Regions from separate parts of the Mus musculus genome. Here region 1 is linked to region 2. The links are chromatin contacts, called in public Hi-C maps. All regions are on one chromosome and are shown on one strand. Each heading gives the region's core, a stretch centred on a gene start, on an enhancer-like site or on the middle of the called end of the contact. The rest is flanking DNA. Distances are from core to core; before and after follow the strand shown.

Region 1 (4,773 bases), core at 376-2,875, 49 kb after region 2:
TTCACACATGCACATACAGAGTCAACAGGTACACATGCACACACACACACATGTGCAAGAACATAGACACATGCAAACACATACACACATACACTCACACTCAAACACACAGAGTCAACAAGTGCACATGCATACATATGTCACACATGCACACACATGTACACACACACAAAACATACACACATGCAAACATTCACACACATACATACATCTACACACACATACATACTCACACACAGTCAAACACAGGCACACACGCACAAAAACACATAGCTACATCTACACACATATACACACACTCACATACTCACACTTAAACACAGGCACACATGCACAAACATACACATATGCACACTCAATGGCACACATATACACACTCACACACACATGCATACACTTGCACACACTCACACATGCACACATGAATGAACACACATACACACATGAACGCCCCACCTCTGGTCCCATGAGATCTGAGAGCAGCACAGTGGCAAATGAGTCCTAGCTGACCACCACGGACATCTGAGGTGTCCCAGAAAACTGACCTGACCTGTTAGAAGGCCCCAGGAAGTAAGAGTGTTTTGATTGACAGAGAAAGAGTTTGGTTGTGGTGGTGGTGGTGGTGGTGGTGGTGGTGGTGGTGGTGGTGGTGGTGGTGGTGATGGTGATGGTGGTAGTGGTGGTGGTGGTGTTTCAATCAATGTTTGGCCAAAGTGGTAGCACAGGTCTACAATCCCAGCACTCAGTAGGCTCAGGCAGGAGAATCACAAGTTCAAGACCATGCTGCATTAGAGAGAGGGCGGGACCTTAGCTCCAAAAAAATAAGTGTATAAAATCAATGCTTGTAGAAAAAGCCACGAAAGAGGTGTTCTGTGTCAAGCGACAAGAACATGACAGTGACAGTACTGTGGATGCTGAGCACAAGCTGAGTTAACACTGTAGCATTGCTGCCTGCATGGCCCACGCCGGCTTGCTTTTCTCCCTACCTCTTGTTCTGAGGGCTCTTGAGTGGGGCCTTTGGAGTTCAGGTAACTGTGGCTAGCCTCTGAGAGCAGGCGTGCGTGTGCTCGATTCCTGTGATGTCTGGCAACACAGCCAAAGTGGTGGAGGTCATGTGTTGACATCTCTGTATGGGGCACTAGCCTCAGACATCCTGACATTACCAGTCTAGAAAAATCTCTCACAGACATACCCAAAGGTTTGCCTCCTGGGTGAGTCTAGATTCTGTCAATCTTCCAATCAATATTAACCATGACATCATTCACTGTCAGTGCCCAGAAGCCTAAGCACAGAACAGGAGCAAGCAGGGTGCTGTCCCCAGCCTGCCCCATCCACCTCCGCTGTCACAGAGACTCGCCGAGTCCGTCCTCACCCTGTTGTGCATGTTTCTCCAGGCAAAGCTCTGTGTCACTGCACTTAGCTCAACCAAGTATTATGGGCTGGTGAGATAGCCCAGTGGGTAAAGGAGCTTGCCACTAAGCCTGAGGACCTAAGTTTGATCCCCGGGGACCTACAAGATGAAAGGAGAGAGGTTTGCCTCTGACTTCTATATATACATGCTGTGGCATGCATGAACACACGCACACAAAACAAACCAAGAGTTTCACACAGCGTCCAACCAGCAAAGCTCATTCTAGCGTGGCTAATTCCTTCTGCTGAATAAAGAGGCATCCCTTCCTGTTTTGATGACTAACCCCAGCCATGCGCCAAAAACATCAAAATTAAATAAAATAAACAGATCCCCCAATGGGTCTTTGAGGAAAGGCAAGTTTTTTTAATAATAAAAATCTGTGTGCATTTCACTTCATCGTTACGTGAAGACGTGGGAAGAGCTCAATTTTTACAGTTGCGGGGCTGGGTCTCTGGACAGAGGAAAACCCATCCCTCCCCTTAATTTCTCCCTGACATTATGGCTCTCCAGTTACAAGTTCAAGCTAGCCACACCAGCATCTCACAAGCAGCCTTTTTGTTTCGTTTCTTTAAGAGCAGGACTGGAATTTCTTTGTATTCTACACGACTGGGGGAAACCTACAGGACAGAATCCCACTCGAGATGCCTTCGCAGGATCTTAACCCTGATCCCACCCGAAACGGCCCTGGCCTCAGCTTCACCTATGAGCTCTCTGGCTGGGAGCTTAGATTTCATGCCAATTAACATGTTAATGACATATATCATTTAAAGAACCCATCATAACTTTTACCACATCGTGTTACATCTATTTCCTTGTAATTAAATCAGAATTACAGGGTGTAATTACTTTTCTTTCTCTGAATACCCGTTCCTTTTAGACATTTAAATTCAAGTGCAGGCACTAAAAGACACTTGAAACCAAAAACCTAACAAAAATATTATCAATTAATGAATGCGCTGGGTTTCTCCACTGCTCTGGTTTCTTTTGAACACATTCCTTTCTCTCCGAGTTCTTTATATGACACAGAGTGATTGGCCATATCTAGTCAAACATTCTGTCAACCCTCTTAAGTCCTCAGGGCCCTAGTCTCCATTAGCATGCAATGTTCTCACGTGTAAATATAATTACATGTAATTATTAGCGGAAAAGGATCAGATAGGGTTTATTAAGGAAATATCTTGTAATTATGAAAACCCAAGACTTCTCTTCACATGTCAACTCAGCTGAGGATTGGCGTCTGTGAGATCCACCCACAAAATAATTACACACTTTGATTTCACCTTGGGAAATCAACGGTAAGAAGTCAGGATCATTGCAGAAATGCTTCCTTGTTTAAAAGGCTTGAGAACAAACAAACAAATAAGCAAATAAATAATCCCGCCAGCCAGAGCAACTCCCTAACGCCTGTGAAAGAAGACAATGTTTTGGTTACCAACACTTTCTACACTTTTCCTTTTACTTCTTTTTAAGATTTATTTTTGATGGTGTGTGTGTGTGTGTGTGTGTGTGTGTGTGTACATGGGCATGCATATGCACGCTAAAGGGAATGCCGTGGGGGAAGGGAGAGGGCATTCCAAATTCCCTGGCCATCTGGTGTAGGCATTGGGAATGGAACTTCCTCCAGGACTCTGTAAAAGCAGTGAGCTGCTCTTCACTATTGAGCCATCTCTCTGGACCACCTGTATAACATTTCTAACTTTACATTTTAAAGCTTAAAGTTCTGTTTTTGATTGGTTGGTTGATTGATTGATTGATTGATTGATTGAGGAGTTTTGATTTAGGACCACATAGCTGTCTCTGCAGTCCTAGGTAGCATGAAACATGCTTTGTAGATGAGGCTCATCTCAAACTCAGAGATCCACCTGCTCTGTCTCCTGACTGCTGAAATTAAAGATGGCACCACTATGTCCCTCCGCGGTTAATGTTTTTAATTTGTGGGTAGGTGCGGTGTGCGCTCATGCACACATGCCTGTGTATGTTTGTGTATAAGAGGAGCTGTCCACTCCGTGACACTCTGCCTTGTCCCCTCAGATATGGTCTCTCATTGAATCTCTAGTGTACCATTTGGTAGGTAGGCTAGCTCACCAGTAAGTCCCAGCCATCCTTCTGTCTCTATGAGTGCCTCAGGGCCTAAGGTTTCAAGCACATGCGGCCATGCCTTGCTTTTACAAGGGTTCTGGGATGGGGGAAGGGAATCCAAACTCAGGTTTGGGTCCTCATGCTTGTATGGTAGGCACTGTCCTCACTGAGGCATCTCCCAGCTTGAACCTCATTCGACCGCTGACTAATACCTAAGAGCACACGAGGAAGCTGCAGGCATGTATAGCTTCTGTGGCCATCTTGTCGGGATACAGGAAGCCACGCCACAGGCCGGCATGTTTGAGGGACATTGTATGAGGACACGGGGAGGGAAGCAACTTCTTTGCTATGGGGAAAGTCTGTGTACTTAGGTCAAGTGACTCGCTCCTTTGTAAATCTTCAGTGCGGTCCTAGAATGGTGAGGTGTTATTTAGTCTTTGGCTGTAAGTAACATGGGCAAGGTCCTTGTCACCAAAATGCTAACATCCTGAAGACACAGAGCAAACTGTAAACTAGAAAATGGTGGAATTAATAATACCAGGACAGCTAGGAATGAATCAAAGGGGATGAGACAGTAAGGGGCAGTGAGGTGAGGTGGGTGGTTCTTGATATGATAGTCAGTAAGGAAGGTAACTCTGAGGTACTTGGCCCAACTGAGGAGAAAGGAGAAAGGGAGGTCAGAGAGGCGAGAGTACCCAAGTGTCAGGACACTGAGAGGAACAAGGAGGGCCTTGTGAGAGAACAAAGAGGAGGCAAACACGGTCAGAAGGAAGATAGCTGTAGAGAGAGGGCACCGTGGAGCTGGAACCTCCGCCTGCAACAGCACAGCTGGGGCTTTGTTTTATGAGCAGCAGGAAGCAAATCTGGGCTCTTAAGAAAGCAGATAGTGCCTGGGTGGTGGTGGCGCAGTCCTTTAATCCCAGCATTTGGGAGGCAGAGGCAGGTGGATCTCTGTGAGTCTGAGGCCAGCCTGGTCTACACAGTGAACTTCAGAACAGCCAGGACTACATAAGGAAACTCTTGTCTTGAGGGGGCTTGGGGGAAGGCAGGTAGCATTATTGGGATTGAGCCTTGGATAGTCTCCAATATGGAAGGAGGAGTTGGAGGGTTCAGGAGTTGACAGACCTTGGTAGGCAAGTGAGAGTGCAAGCTTGACAGAAGGAAGTGCCTGAAGAGAGACAGCACCCATGCTGGCCTGCAGGAAGGCAGGGAATCCTCCCCAGGCTGGGGTAGCTTGCCAGAAGCCTCATGCCTGTCTGACCATTGGGCTGCACAAATGCACA
Region 2 (4,356 bases), core at 362-2,861:
GTCAGAGCCTCTTGGTAACCATGACTCAGAGCCTCAGCGCGGGTGCAAAAGAATTCACCAAATGAGAGTTTGCTGGGTGCGCGCGTTTAGAAATTGGATCCCCCCCCCTTCCCGTTCCCCATTATGTTGATGATATCTTTCATCCCCAAGACTGGGGCCGAGATCCTCGCTCCTCCTCCCCTCCCTCTGTAATCCTCACCCCTCATTTCTCTCCTCTCCCCATCCCCAGCATTTCGCCACCCCTAAGGCAGTGGCAGGATTCCAAGGAGTTCATTAAAGCCTGCCACCACCCTGTTGCCCACCAGGCATTCCCAGCAGCCCCCGGGGCCATGGCGGTCTGAGAGCAAGACAGTCACTTGGAAGGGAGTGGTCGGCTCTGAGGATAGGGGGACCCACCCTCACCCCCCGCCCCTTTGCACGAATGAGAGGAGACAGCAAACAGTTAATGGTTTAATCCTTTACAGAAAAAGTCACGGCAGACTCGCGATTCTTGATGGTAATGAAGGTGTCACACATTGTCTAGAGAAAGTTGTGCCTGGCAATCTTCCCTTTTTCGGATGCCTACCCCAGTGACATTTCATCTCACATCCACCTTAATGAAATGCATAATTAACATATTCTAATTGTGCTGAGCGCTGCGATGATTTTGACAGAACTCACTTTCCATGTCTAATTTGATGCTAATTTAATCTGTTCCTCTCCCGCTGACATGACCTTTCTTGATTGAGTTTCACTGAGGAAATTTTTTGATGGATTGATTTATCAGCAGTGCGGAGACAACAAAGGCTCAGGGTGTGTGACAGAAAATAGGAAGGGACCGGCCCTCGAAGCCAGTGCGCTCTGAACTTGCTGGCTGGAATGTCCTCTTCCCAGAGACAGCTTGTCTGATCTACTGATGGAATTTGAGCAATGTGACATTTGTGGGTGGGTTTGATCTTCCGATAAAGACGGTAAATATCTTATTGTGGCTGTAGCATTTTGCACAGAAAGCCCAGGCACCATGGTCGCAGACTCTTCTGTGGATTCATCTCTTCTAGCCTTGATCCCTGGATAAAATGTAGTGTCGGGTAGATTCAACCCACAGGGAAGGTGGCAAGGCAGGAAGACAGTGTCCATCTTAAATTGTCATGAAAAAAAGGCATTTCCACTAGGGCATGGGGCACGGATTCTCTGCTTAGGCTAAAACCTGCCCTTGGATAAGAATTGTGGGTTTTCCTGCAGAGTTCCCCACACCCTAATACATCCAGTTCCAGGTCTGAGTCACGTAGGTCAGGACACAGAGTGAGAGCTGTGAATGTCCTCAATTCTCAGACTCAACTGGCCGAAGGAACATTCGTCTTCCTCAGGCTGCAGACACAAGTCAAAGCCAGACCCCGGGTTCCAGATGACTCACACAGAACAACCCGTGAGCCTGCACGCTATATAAAACTGGCTGGGTTTTTTCCAGCAGATTTTAAGCCTTGGATCTGCATGGTTAGGTCAGAGTGTCTCAGCCAGTTCCTCTGAGGTCATTTCAGGACAGGGGATTCTTTGTTGGAAAGCGGAGGAGTACCCCATTCTTCCGAGGGGGTACCCCCTCCCTCCCAGAGTCATGTCAGCTAAAACTATCTACAAGCTCTCTCTATATCTCCCTATGGCCAAAAGAACCTTCCAACTGAATACCCCTGACATCATAATGTCACATGTGACATCATAATGACACAGCCCCAGCTGGACTCCCTGCCCCTCCTCCTTCTCAATGCCCCGTGTCCCCTCACAGTCTGGCAACCCAAATCCTACCCAAGTGCTTCCCAGCACCTCTTCTGTCAGAGCACAGATGAATACAATGTATGAAGTATTGATTTATCTATGGTCGGTCTCCACTCATTAACCTATGTGCCCCATAAGATTAGGACCTTGTCAGATCTTTTCCTCTCTCTGTTTTGCTTTGCTTAATTAGGGTAAAACACATAGGATACAAAATTAGTCTTTTGGGTTGTATTTTTTGTTGTTTTTGTTTTTTTTTTTTTTTTTTTTTTTTTGAGACAGGGTTTCTCTGTGTAGTCCTGGCTGTCCTGAACTCATTCTGTAGACCAGGCTGGCCTCGAACTCAGAAATCCACCTGCCTCTGCCTCCCAAGTGCTGGGATTAAAGGTGTGCACTGCCACCACCCGGCTAAGAGTGTATGTGTGTGCCCTCAGAGACCAGAAGAGGGTGTTGGCCCTCCTGGATCTGGAGTTACAGGCAATGGTGAGATGCCCAATGTATGTACTGAGAATTTTCCTCTGGTCCTCTGCAAGAGCAGGACATCTCTTAACCACTGAGCCCAATCTTGTTTTAGCCATGTGAAGTGCACATCTACACCACATCCTCATTTCAGAACGTTTTCCTCATCCCTACAGGGAGACACACACGCAACCGACTTCTCCCCTTTGGCCCCCTGGGAACCAGTCATCTCCTCTCTGTGACTGGGAATCTGCCTGTTCAGGACACTTCATACATGCAGAGTCATGCATGTAAGTAGAGTGGCTTTGAGAGAGGATCCACCCAGCGACTCCCTGATAAGCTGAAAATGAATTTGCCACATAACTCAGTCATTCCACTCCAACGTATATATCAAGAAGAATTGAAAGCAGAAACTCTTCAAAACCTTCTTAAAGAATTTAAGCTGTAAAACTGCATACAGTAATAATCATAGGTGTACTGGTCACTGCAGCCGAATGGTACCCACCCCCTGACAACCGCAACGCAAATGTGCTGTGTCCATAAAGGGAAGTGGGGGGCTGATGTGTGCGCCCCAAAGGCAAGCCTTGCCTGTTCTTTCTGCAGTGTGTCTTCATCAGCAAGAACAATGCCAGGCACATAGTAGGTATCCTGTAAATACAGTCTGGACACATGAAAGCTATAAAAAAAAATAAAAATAAAATAAAATAAAACAAAACAAGAAAACCAAGCAAGTAGAATTGTGACTAAGGAAAGACAGCCAGAAAATGCTGGTGGTGACTGTGTTTCTTTCAGTTTATGAAATAGAAAGGGAGGGAGGGAGGGAGGGAGGGAGGGAGGGAGGGAGACGTTAAAAAACAAAGCCAAACTGAAATTGGCCTGTACATGTTTTTCTTTGTAGACTAGCTGGGTGGGAGAGGAGGGCCAGTTTTATGAAGGATACTGAACTTGTATGCTGCGCAGTGGTGTGATGATCTGCCTCATTGTATCCAGTTTTCTTTTTGTTTCTAAGCAGATGAGCTCAGGGTGCCCACAGTAATAGACATTTTTCTTCAAAGCGGTCTCCCCCGGGAAGATGAAATATTCATTCCAGTGGTTACTGCTCCTGCAAAGACTCTTTGCAGTATGTCTTCAGGAGTTGCCTTATGAGCCCCACAAGGCTAGCAAGCTAACGAGATTATAATCATTATAATCACACTTGATCATACATCAAAAGCAGTTTAACTCAATGAAATGACCTGGCCTACTTTGATAGCCTGTATGTTAGCTGGCGTCTGGCTTTGTTCATGGGCTAAGTTGCTCCGTGACTCTAAGCTGGGCTAAGTACCTGAATGTGCAAATACAGAACCAAGCAAGATGGAGCACGTCTGGGGGCCAGCCACCTTGGGTTTCAGTTCCAGCTTTGCCACTAACTGTAAGACTGTGCCTCAATTTCCCCCTCTGTAGAAGTCCATAATAATCACCCTACATCAAGAGTTCTGTCAGGGGTTGCGTTAGTTAATACCTGCATACAACAAGCAATAAGCAATGTCCAGGCCCTGCTGAGACTCTCTAGGCATGAGTTCTCATAAAAGATATGAATGAGCCAATTTAGTATTGTGTGGCTTCCAAAGGTCAGAAATGGGGGATACTTAAAAAATAATTTCTACTAAGGAATCAAGCACAGGACTGAAGAGATGGTTGGTTCTGTGGTTAAGAGCCCTCACTGCTCTTCCAGAGGACCAGAGTTCAGTTCCTAGCACCCTCATCAGGCACCACACAACCACTTGTTGATCTAAGGACTCTGCTTCCCTCTGCTGGCCTCCAGAGACACCTGCACATGTGCACACACACACACACACACACACACACACACACACACACACACAGAAAATTGACCTGAGTTTCTTGACTCACCAACTCATCCTTGAATTCTGTCAACCTCTTCTGTCATCTACTAATGACACAGAGCCTCCTGCCTTCCAATGGCATTGGGCTTTTGGGATGACGCCTGGCAATCTTGAGAACCCGAACCATCTATCTTGCTTTCTCATAGTCCACAATGGCCCCGGTAAAGTCCCTCTGCCATTCACAGGCTGTGAGATTAGGAAGTGGGCGTCTCAGGGATCCTTATCCAGGCCACCAGAAATGACCTCCTTTGGACATACTGTGATG

What was found. A called contact is a pair of places that touch in the nucleus more often than the background predicts.
Region 1: a Hi-C map of uterus shows a contact between it and region 2, with 2.3 times the contacts expected there. The contact joins the enhancer-like site here to the promoter of AY702102 in region 2. A contact is called at or near these places in 7 of 484 Hi-C or Micro-C datasets (embryonic stem cells, nephron progenitors and uterus) and 2 of 115 datasets of contacts at active chromatin or transcription factors (both in embryonic stem cells).

What each region holds. Positions count from the first base shown.
Region 1 is chr2:170,010,411-170,015,183 of GRCm38.p6, forward strand. It overlaps a transcript of Tshz2 not described here. Among named protein-coding and RNA genes, the nearest start is that of AY702102, 50 kb to the left of the region's middle. Within about 2 kb of position 1,626, at least 12 of the 459 cell types and tissues checked have an H3K27ac peak or open chromatin away from gene starts, as enhancers often do. A contact at or near this core is called in uterus, where this site is marked.
Region 2 is chr2:169,961,576-169,965,931 of GRCm38.p6, forward strand. AY702102 (cDNA sequence AY702102) reads right to left here and starts at 1,612. Exons shown (of 1, transcript NR_131974.1): 1 at 438-1,612. It also overlaps a transcript of Tshz2 not described here.